Linked DNA regions of Mus musculus: region 1 is linked to region 2. A link is a contact called in public Hi-C data. All regions are on one chromosome and are shown on one strand. Each heading gives the region's core, a stretch centred on a gene start, on an enhancer-like site or on the middle of the called end of the contact. The rest is flanking DNA. Distances are from core to core; before and after follow the strand shown.

Region 1 (4,609 bases), core at 1,264-3,763, 900 kb before region 2:
TCTGAGACAAAGTCTCACGTATTCTAGGATGGCCTTGAACTCACTATGTAGCTATGTAGCCAAGGCAGGCCTTGAACCTGTGACCCATCTGCCTCTACTCCCTCATCATTAGCACGACAGGTGTGCATTATCATGCCTGGTGTATGTGGAACCAGGGATCAAAATGCAGGGCTTTGTGAATGTTGGGCAAACACTCTACGCCGAGTTACTCCCACTCCCCAAACTGCAGGTTTTGTGGTTGTAGTTGGGCTTGGGATCTGGCCCATTTTAAAAACATCTATTTAGATATTTACATCCCAAATGCTGCCCCCTCCAAGTCCCCCCTCATAAGGGTTCTGCCCCCCTCCACTTCTGAGAGGGTGGTCTGCCCTTGAGTATCCTCGCACCCCAGTGCAAATCCCTGCAGAATGATCTGGCCATTTTGTAACTCACCTTCCTGTGATGTAACTGTGGGTCCTTGTACTCCCTTCTCCTGATACCTCACGTCTCAAGGTTCTGCAGGAAGAAATGTGTCACTCTTTCCAGTAACTTCTTTTCTTAAAGCTCATCTAGGAACCCACTAATTCTTCAAAGTCCAACAAGGGCTTCAAATTCTTCCAGCACCATAAATTTAAACTAGAGTGAGAAGCTTGGTGGTGGGGGGAGGAAATCACATCCAGGATGGTTTAAAATCATTATTGTTAGTTTTCTTTCCTGATCCATATTATTCCATCCTCGAGAACAGAGAAATCTCTTCCCCCAAATTTTAACTGAAGAGCAGTATAGTAGAATTTAACACACACACATACACATATACCCCACACTCCCCATACACACACGCACTTTTAGGTTTGATGCTGGAATCGAACCCATGCACTTGTGCATATTAGGCAAATGCTCTGTATCTGAGCCACATCCCCACGCCACCTCCCCAAATTACAAGTTTGGTCTAAATTGTGACTGGCTGGTGTGTTTTATTTAGAGATCTAGCAGATTTTACTTAGAGAGTTTTACTTGGGAGTCAGAATACTGGACCAAGTCTGATACTGCGTCTATTACTTCCACACTTTCATTTTATAGAGCTAAACCAACAGACTCGGAGCAAACCAACAAACCATGCAAAATTCCTTTCTTTCAACAAACCAGACTCCTGCAGGGAATTTCCCTCCTCAGGAACCTTTGCTGAGAAGATGGCAGCCCTGGGCAGCCATTGCTTTGTGTACGACTCTTAGGAGTAATTAAGAGTCCGAAGGGTTTAAAGAAATGACAACAGAAATGTGTGTGTGTGTGTGTGTGTGTGTGTGCGTGTGCGTGTGTGCGTGTGTGTGTGTGTGTGTGTCAGGGAGGAGGTGATATGGTGTTACCAGGGTAGGGAGACCTGTGTGGTTTAAATAACACAACCATTAGTCTCACCTTTGTTTCTAATATTTATTTTTACTGTGCTAATATTTCTATTCTAAAGTGTTCTGCTCCACTACCAGCCATCCTTCTTACTGCCAGCCCATTATCAATTGCGATTTAGTCAAGCTTAAGGAATTTTGGCTAAAGGCAGGAAAGCATGCCCTGTTTGAGAACTGAAGTCTTGATGATGCTAAAATTCAAACTAGCCAGGGGTGGGTGCTGGGGTAGGGGGTGGGATAAGGGTGGTGGTGGGAGCGTAAAGGTGTATGGGAGGGGGACTTGGGTGTCTCCTTCTCAACAACCTTGCAAAGCAATCTCCTGAAGAAAGCAGAAACAATTCAGCAAATACTCTGAAAGGGGTAGTGAGCCCCTTTGTGTGTCTCTATACTGATCAGATGACAGATTGCTGGTATTGGACCATCTTTCAGAAGCAGTCCTTCTTTCTGAGCCTTATCCTTTGGCTACGACAGGGACAACCAAGGGGCAGATACTTGTTGGATGTTCTTCCTGTCCCATCCTGGAGCACCCATCTTCTTTAGGCACCAAGCCTTGATCTGTTAGATCATAAAGAAAAAAAATGGTGGTGGTGGTGGAGACAGAATCCACAGTGGATTGCAGAGGATGGGCTTATAATGGCTCTCAAGGAGTTAGGGATAATAGCCCCTTATGCTTGTGGAACTATTTCAGCACTAGGCTGTTGCAAGAAATATTAAAAAACAGAACTGGCCCATTCCCATGGTTATGCCTCTAACTCTCTGCCCTGGCAGCCTGACTGGCCATGCATTGGCAGGCAATGGCTGACCTATTTTTATCTCGTGGAGACTGACTCAGAATTGCACAATCTCTCCACCCAGCTCACTAAGTTCTTACTGCAGGTCATTACCATGCCAGCCCTGTGCATCAAATCCCCCATGACCTTTGTGGTGCACATCTGGCAAACCCACACTTTGCCACCGTACCTTTCTCTCTAACTCTCTTCTGCTTCCTCTCTTCCTCTGTCCAACCCAGAAGTCCCGCCTACTCACCCAGCGACTGGCTCCTTTATTCATTAGGGGATTAATTTACAGGAAGCCACCATATCATGTGACTCATTCCTCATTCCAGACAACCTCTCCCGGGAGAGCAGAATTAACATAAAATGCAAGCAGCACAGAGCCATCCACAACACTAGGCTCTGTCTCGCCATCATGGTAGGTCACAATAACTCTGCACGTGGAAGCTCCATCACTAATAAGAAAAGGCGCTGCTGGATCTGAGGTTGGAAACTCAAGTTCGTTTCATGATTTAATAGTTCCAGAATTTCGGGTCCCAGTTTTCTGACACAAACCATGCAGTCAATAACTTCAATAAAGTCTGCTTCAGTGGCAGGTAGGAAAACAAACTTGTGTAAGAATGCTTTGTTAAGCCTGGCTAGGCTGCCAGTCAATGCTTTGAAGCTTGAGGTAAGTTCTACTGTCTAGTGATAACCCTGCGTTTGGAAGCACCTTGCTATTCAATTGCTGAATACCGTGCTTCTGTGCTTTTGGCATTTCTGGCTCTTCTTCTTGTGTGTTCTTCTTGTTCTCTTATGTTGGACGGGTTTAGGAGCCCTGTAACTAAGCTTGCTTAGAGCTGTGTAGAAGGTAAGACACCGAGGACTGGAATAAGTGAGTGAAGGAGTCTCCTATAAGCAAGGGACACAGAACTTAGCGCACGGAACTTAGATCACAGTTTCAGTCAGGCTCGTTCCAGCTTTCTGTCGTGAACTTCCTCTTGCCTGGGTAAGTGGATAATAGAATTCTAGATGTGAGAGAATGTGTATGATTATTAAGCAAAAATATACTCTACTACTATGAAAGAAAGGGTTTTTTTTTGTAGTTGTTTTTCTTTTTTCTTTTTTTTTTGTTTTTTGTTTTTTTGTTTTTTTGAAAGGTAACAGTACCCATGTCTCAAAGAGAATGCTCCCCGCTCCCCCAAGGCCTCCCCACTCCCTGGGGCCTCGAGTCTCTCCAGGGTTGGGTGCATCTTTTCCCACTGAGGTCAGACCAGGCATCCTCTGCTGTATATGTGTCTGGGGCCTCATATCGGCTGGTGTATGCTGTCTGGTTGGTGGCTCAGTATCCGAGAGAGATTTCAGGGGTTCAGTTTGGTTGAGACTCCTGGTCTTCCTATGGGGTTGCCCTCCTCTTCAGCTTCTTCCAGCCTTTCCCTAATTCAACCCCTGGGGACCCCAACTTCAGTCTAATGGTTGGGTGTTAAGCATCTGTGTCTGTCTCAGCGAGCTGATTGTTGGGCCTCTCAGAGGGCAGACATGCTAGGCTTCTGTCTGTAAGCACACCATAGCATCAGTAATAGTGTCAGGCCTTGGAGCCTTCCCATGAGATGGATCCTGATTTGGGTAGGTCACTGGACCGTCTTTCCCTCAGTCTCTTCTCCATTTTTGTCCCTGTAGTTCTTTTAGACAAGAACAATTCTGGGGCAGAGTTTTTGACTGTGGGGTGGCAACCCCATCCCTCCACTTGATGCCCTGACTTTCTACTGGGGGTCTCTCTCCTCACTATTGGGCATTTCATCTAAGATCTCTCCATTTGAGTCCTGAGAGTTTCTCATCTCCCAGGTCTCTGGTGCATTTTAGAGGCCCCCCCCCCCTCGAGGTTGCATATTTCCATTCTGCTGGCCCTCAGGGCTTCTGTCCTGTCTCTCTGTACCCCTCGCCCCATACCTGATCATGTTTTCCCTTTCCCTTTCACCTCCCCTCTCCCACCCAGGTCTCTCCCTCTGACTCCTGTGATTGTTTTCTTCTCCTTCCCAAGTGGGATTGGAGCACCCTCACTTGGGCCCCACAGAGAGACCTTTTCCTATCATCACATGAAACCATTCTGTATTATGTTGGCATGATTTCACATTGGTGGACTTGACTCTTCCTTTTTTTTTTTTCCTGGATATTTTCTTTATTTACATTTCAAGTGTTTTCCCCTTTCCAGGTCCCCTCTTCAGAAACCCCCTATTCCATCCCCTCTCTCCCTGCCTCTATGAGGGTACTCCCCCACCCACCCACCCACTCCCATCCTCCCATCTTGCATTCCCCTATACTGGGGCATTGAACACCCTCAGGCCCGAGGACCTCTCCTCCCATTGATGTCCAACAAGACCATCCTCTGCCACATCTGTGGCCAGTGCCATGAGTCTCTCCATGTGTATTCTTTGGTTGGTGGTCCAGTCCCCAGTAAGCTTCGGGGTGCCTGGCCTG
Region 2 (4,992 bases), core at 1,057-3,556:
CGTGGCTCTATATCCACTTTTGTAAATTCCATTTCTTATTTTATTAATGTATCTAGTCACTATCAGATATTTTAATTTTAATTTTTGCTATCATTTTATCATTATTAAACAACCACAGTTATTAATTTAGTTATGTTTATTTACTTTACTCAGATTTATTTACTTTTGGTTCCTTTATCTCAAACAGTCAGTAACCAATCTGAAAGGAAATTCAGTGGAAATAGCTTTAATTGAATAACAAATGGAGCAGGGCAGATTTCCAGGTATAGTAATATTACTGAAAATTAAATTGTAGTGAGATATTAAAATAATCTATGAGAGTTAGATCGTGACCAAAAAGAAATGTTTACCTTTAATAAACCATAGAGACAGATGAAGTAGTAGAATATGGAGAAATGACTTATTTAGTTTCTGAGGCTTCTATGTGTTTATCAGTTATAAATGCTATAATGTTACAAGTGTTATAACATAAGAAATCCTTAAATGGTGCTTTAATGGCTCTTAAATCCTAGGCAGGAAGGGAGGGTACTCAGATGCCAGCAGAAGCAGGCACGGGTGCTGTAGCTCTTTGTGGTAGAGCAAATAAGACATGTTTAAGTTAGCATTCTACCAGTAAACAATCAATGTAAGTTACTCTCTCTCAATGATTCGCCCTAAAAACACAATCACAGGAGACAAAAGGGCTGTATATCCAGATGTAGGAATGAGTCTAATGAATAAATTACCTGTTACCTTTGTCTACGAGTGACCCACTCTCATTTTTTAAATGAAGATGTTTTCTATGAACAATGATATTTTAATGGCTAGTATATTAAAGTATTTTTATTTTGTTTTGGGTTAAAACAGGTGTAATTAATTTATGATCATTTCAATTATCCTGCACTAATTGATCCATTTGACTGTATTATCAGCGAAGCATGGAGCAGGAAAGCTGTTCTTTTGTGAAAGCTCACGTAGCCAGTGTGGGCTCATTAGGAAAATTCTGAAAGTCACCATTTTCTGGACCATAGTCTGCCTCTTTCGAGGAGAGCCAACTCTCTCCCTTTTCTCAGCCATCTCAGCACTCTCATGAGGCTGCTTTTCTATAATGTAGCACAGGCTACTTCTAAGATGACAGGATGGAAAGTCGCTAGGGGACATGGACTGAAAGGCCCTTCAGTCCTTTAGCATGTGAAATAAAGAGACCGGTGACCCTAGGGATAAAGACAGGACTCTCCAGCATAAACACCACTGCAGATGTCCTGCTTAAGGGGAGGAGGGAGGTATTGTACTAATTCAGAAACTTGCCTGGCTGTGTGCCTCAGCAAGGCACTTTAAAAAGAAACAGCAGGAAAAGACCTTAACAGTTATTTCCAGAATGTCCATCTAGACTGTTGTTGACTTTCTTTTTCCTTTTGTTTTTGAAACCGTCGGTGTTGTTCATGTTTATTATTTTCTCTTTCTATAAAATGATGTCAAACTGAGAACTTACTCACATTAATAGATGCCAGTGTCCTCAGGTTATCTTCCTGTGGGGGCATTCAGAGCCTGGCTGTCTTCCTCCATCCCTTCTGCCTCTCAGTTCCTATACATAAGCTGTGTGCATCAGCAGTAGCTCTGTTCATATATCACACACCTGTTGTTAATTTGTGAACCCATTAAATATCTCCCTCAAATGTTCTATCAATTTTTCCCATTCTGTTATTTATTTATAATTGCATGATCCTTGTCTTACACGCGTTCTCACGACCGGCCAGGAAAGACACAACAAACCAGAATCTTCTGCGGCAAAACTTTATTGTTTACATCTTTAGGAGCAAGAGTGCAAAACTCAAACCCCCCTTTGCTTACATCTTTAGGAGCCAGAGCGCCAGAGCGCCAGAGCGCGCTCTATTGTTTACATCTTTAGGAGCCAGAGCGCCAGAGCGCCAGAGCGAGAGCTCTATTGTTTACATCTTTTGGAGCAAGAGAGCAAGCCCCCAAAGCCCCAAAAATGAAAGCGAAACCCCTTCCCTCTTAAGGAGAGTTATCCTTCGCCTAGGACGTATCACTCCCTGATTGGCTGCAGCCCATGGCCGAGTTGTTGCCACGGGGAAGGCAGAGTACATGGGGTGGAGAAATACCCTTAGCACATGCGCAGATTATTTGTTTACCACTTAGAACACAGCTGTCAGCGCCATCTTGTGACGGCGAATGTGGGGGCGGCTTCCCACACCTTGTACTCAAAAGAGTATTTACAGTTATTTCCGTCTAGCTCCTTGAAGAAAGCAAGGCCCAAAGGTTCAGGCAGTGTAAAGATAGCTGATTGTAGGCAGCCTGCCTCCAGATCCTACATTTTCTTGGTTCAAAACCAGGTTTGTTCTCATCTCTCCACACCTCAGTCCTGCAGTTGTGAGGTGAAAGTAAATACAGAGGCTTAACCTCATTATTTAAAATGAGCACACCGGTGATGGTACTGAGAACAGTGTATCCTCTTGGTTGACAGAGGAAGACACAGCTGCCAGAATTTTTGCCAGTTTTCCTTGGGCCGCTTCCCTGTGTGAAACATCCATAGGGAATCTTCTCTGGCTGAGAGTCTCCCCAGCACAACCATTTGGCAAGGACAGTTTGCAAAACAGAACTGTTTCTCTTAGGAGGACTCAACATTATTTAGGCTCCTAGTGGCCAAATTAGGAAGCAGTGTATTTAGGCTCTGAATTCTCCCTGTCTTTACTCAGATCACCCAAACTGGAGTATTCTCCATGTAGGCAAAACTATGAAGCAGGCAGGAGTTTCAAGTCCTAAAATTGTTGTCATAAAATCAGTGTCAAACCATGTCAAATAATCATCGTTTCTACGGAATACCAATAAAAAATACAGCATTTCCAGTTCCATATATCTACTGCCCAGGGCGGGAGCACCCTTTTGGAGATGAAGGGGAAGGAGGATGGAGGAAAGAACTCTGGGAGCAGGAACTGGGAGGAGGGGGCAACATTTGTAATAAATTAATAATAATAATAATAATAAAGATAAAAGACAGCATTTATTGAGTACTTGCTCCATGGCTGTGGGTTTTGTTATGTGCATTGTAAGAAGTTATTTCCTGGAATACTTCCAGGCAAGATTCTTCTTAGAACCACTTGGCAGAAAGTGAAAAAAAAAAAAAAAAAAGGCTGAGAAGTAAGAAGCTCTCTGCTCTTCAGTCTCCCTTGCCACATCCCTCCTGAATATCCCTCGAGCTAATCCCTGACCTTAGGCTGATTCTTTGAGCACCACAGCCATTGTGAGTTTAGCTTTGCACCTGTTTCTGTCTGTCTTTTTGTTGTCCCAACAAGGATTCAGTGTTTCCAAAGTCTGTCCTTGCACTTGCTATAATGCCAGGGATGGGCCTCCTCTCTCTCCTTCATGATTGCAAGGTTGTATGGGGCCACCGCAGTTTCATGCAGACTGGGGATCAAGCCCCCAAGGCTGGTGCACTCTAGGCAAGTGCTCTTCCACCAAGTAAGATTTATCTTCAGCCTCTTTCTTCTTTTTCTCTTTGTGCTGGGGATTGAAGAGCTCAGCAAGCACTCTCTACAACTCTGCTGTCACCCCAGCCTACACCTGCTTTTTCTCCCTGCCAGAAATGCCTTCTCTGAGACTCCCCTCCTGTCTATATTCGATTCTTGCAAGTTCCTGACTGCAAAGCAACGTTGTCAACCAAATACCTTAATAAATAGTGCAATTTTTTTTAACTGTAACAAACATGGCCTGCAGTTCCCTTGCATAACATTTTATATTCTATACCTCTGACCAGATAGTGAGCCTGATGATGGTGTCCATGCTTTGCCTGGTACGACATCTTCAATGCATCCCTCCTAGATACTGTCAATTCCAAATAGATATTTACTAAATGCTTGGATATAAACGTAAGTTGCATAAATCATCTGTGCTGTTAAATGCTAGTCACTCTCTTCAAGGCACAGGAAGGACACGTGATATGGACGTTGGTGAGTGTCCCACCTTGGGCTATGGATCTTGACTAATTTGCAACTTAATTAACACATTTTTGCTTTCCCATGTTCAGTCTTCTCTTGCAATCTGAGAATCAACCTTTTAGGGCAGCAACTCCCAGGGAGTCCTCTCTTTCTTGAGGAGATAATTTAATGAAGGTAAATGATTAACAGAAATCATGTAATTGAGGGAGTAAATTTTCTTTTTTTCTTTTTTTCTTTTTTCTTTTCTTTCTTTTTTCTTTTTCTTTTTCTTTTTCTTTTTTTTTTTTTTACGGAGCTGAAAAAAATTGCATTTGACTTCCTTGAAATGAGCAGTCCATCTTACTGCATAGTTACCAGCATGACTTAATTTTTACTATGCTATATAGGGGATGAATAAAGAATTATTAAGATAGTGTTGTCTGTTTTAAAAGACATTTAAAAATGTGATGTAATAGAACTATTTACTTCATTTGGACTTTCTCTGTACAATCATGATTAGATTCAGTCTCAAAAGGGTGTTTATGAATTTAATAGATTTCCCCCAAATTTTGCCTTACTCCTTAAATGTTATATTATTTTTTTCTTTTGGGAATTTCTTTGCATTGCCTTTCTATTTGATTCTCTGAGCTATTTATTTCTCTGTGACTGTGAGAACATGTCCTTATATGGGGAACTGCACATAGACATTAAAGATAGTCTAGCCTGGGATATTGTTCCTCAGGTTCTGTCTACCTTACCTTTCTGTTTTTTAAGACAATGTCTTTTTCTGACCTGTAGCTTGCCAATTAAAGTCACCAGACTTGCCAGTGAGCCCCAGGTATTTACCTCTGCCTACCTCCATAGCTATGGGGTAGCATGTGGTTGGTACTACTGCTATTACAGATGGACTCTGGGAATACAAGATTGTATTTTCTTTGTATTACTTTAGATGTAAGGGTTTAAGTTATAATTTACCAGGCTGAATAGTAAAGTTATAGATTCTTTATCAAATTTATGAAGAACAATCTTTTTTAAAATTAATTTATTTTTTTATACTCCATATTCCACCCCCCCCATC

Evidence for each region. Hi-C and Micro-C count contacts between places; a contact is called where the count stands out from the background.
Region 1: a contact with region 2 is called in a Hi-C map of the N1E-115 cell line, with 4 times the contacts expected there. The contact joins two enhancer-like sites. A contact is called at or near these places in 2 of 484 Hi-C or Micro-C datasets (the N1E-115 cell line and cortical neurons) and 1 of 9 other capture datasets (embryonic stem cells).

Annotation. Positions count from the first base shown.
Region 1 is chr10:115,097,960-115,102,568 of GRCm38.p6, reverse strand. The region is part of intron 8 of Tph2 (tryptophan hydroxylase 2); the gene reads left to right. Among named protein-coding and RNA genes, the nearest start is that of Tph2, 85 kb to the left of the region's middle. Within about 2 kb of position 2,513, at least 13 of the 459 cell types and tissues checked have an H3K27ac peak or open chromatin away from gene starts, as enhancers often do. A contact at or near this core is called in the N1E-115 cell line, where this site is marked.
Region 2 is chr10:114,199,410-114,204,401 of GRCm38.p6, reverse strand. No RefSeq gene overlaps it. Among named protein-coding and RNA genes, the nearest start is that of Gm31058, 90 kb to the right of the region's middle. Within about 2 kb of position 2,306, at least 9 of the 459 cell types and tissues checked have an H3K27ac peak or open chromatin away from gene starts, as enhancers often do. A contact at or near this core is called in the N1E-115 cell line, where this site is marked.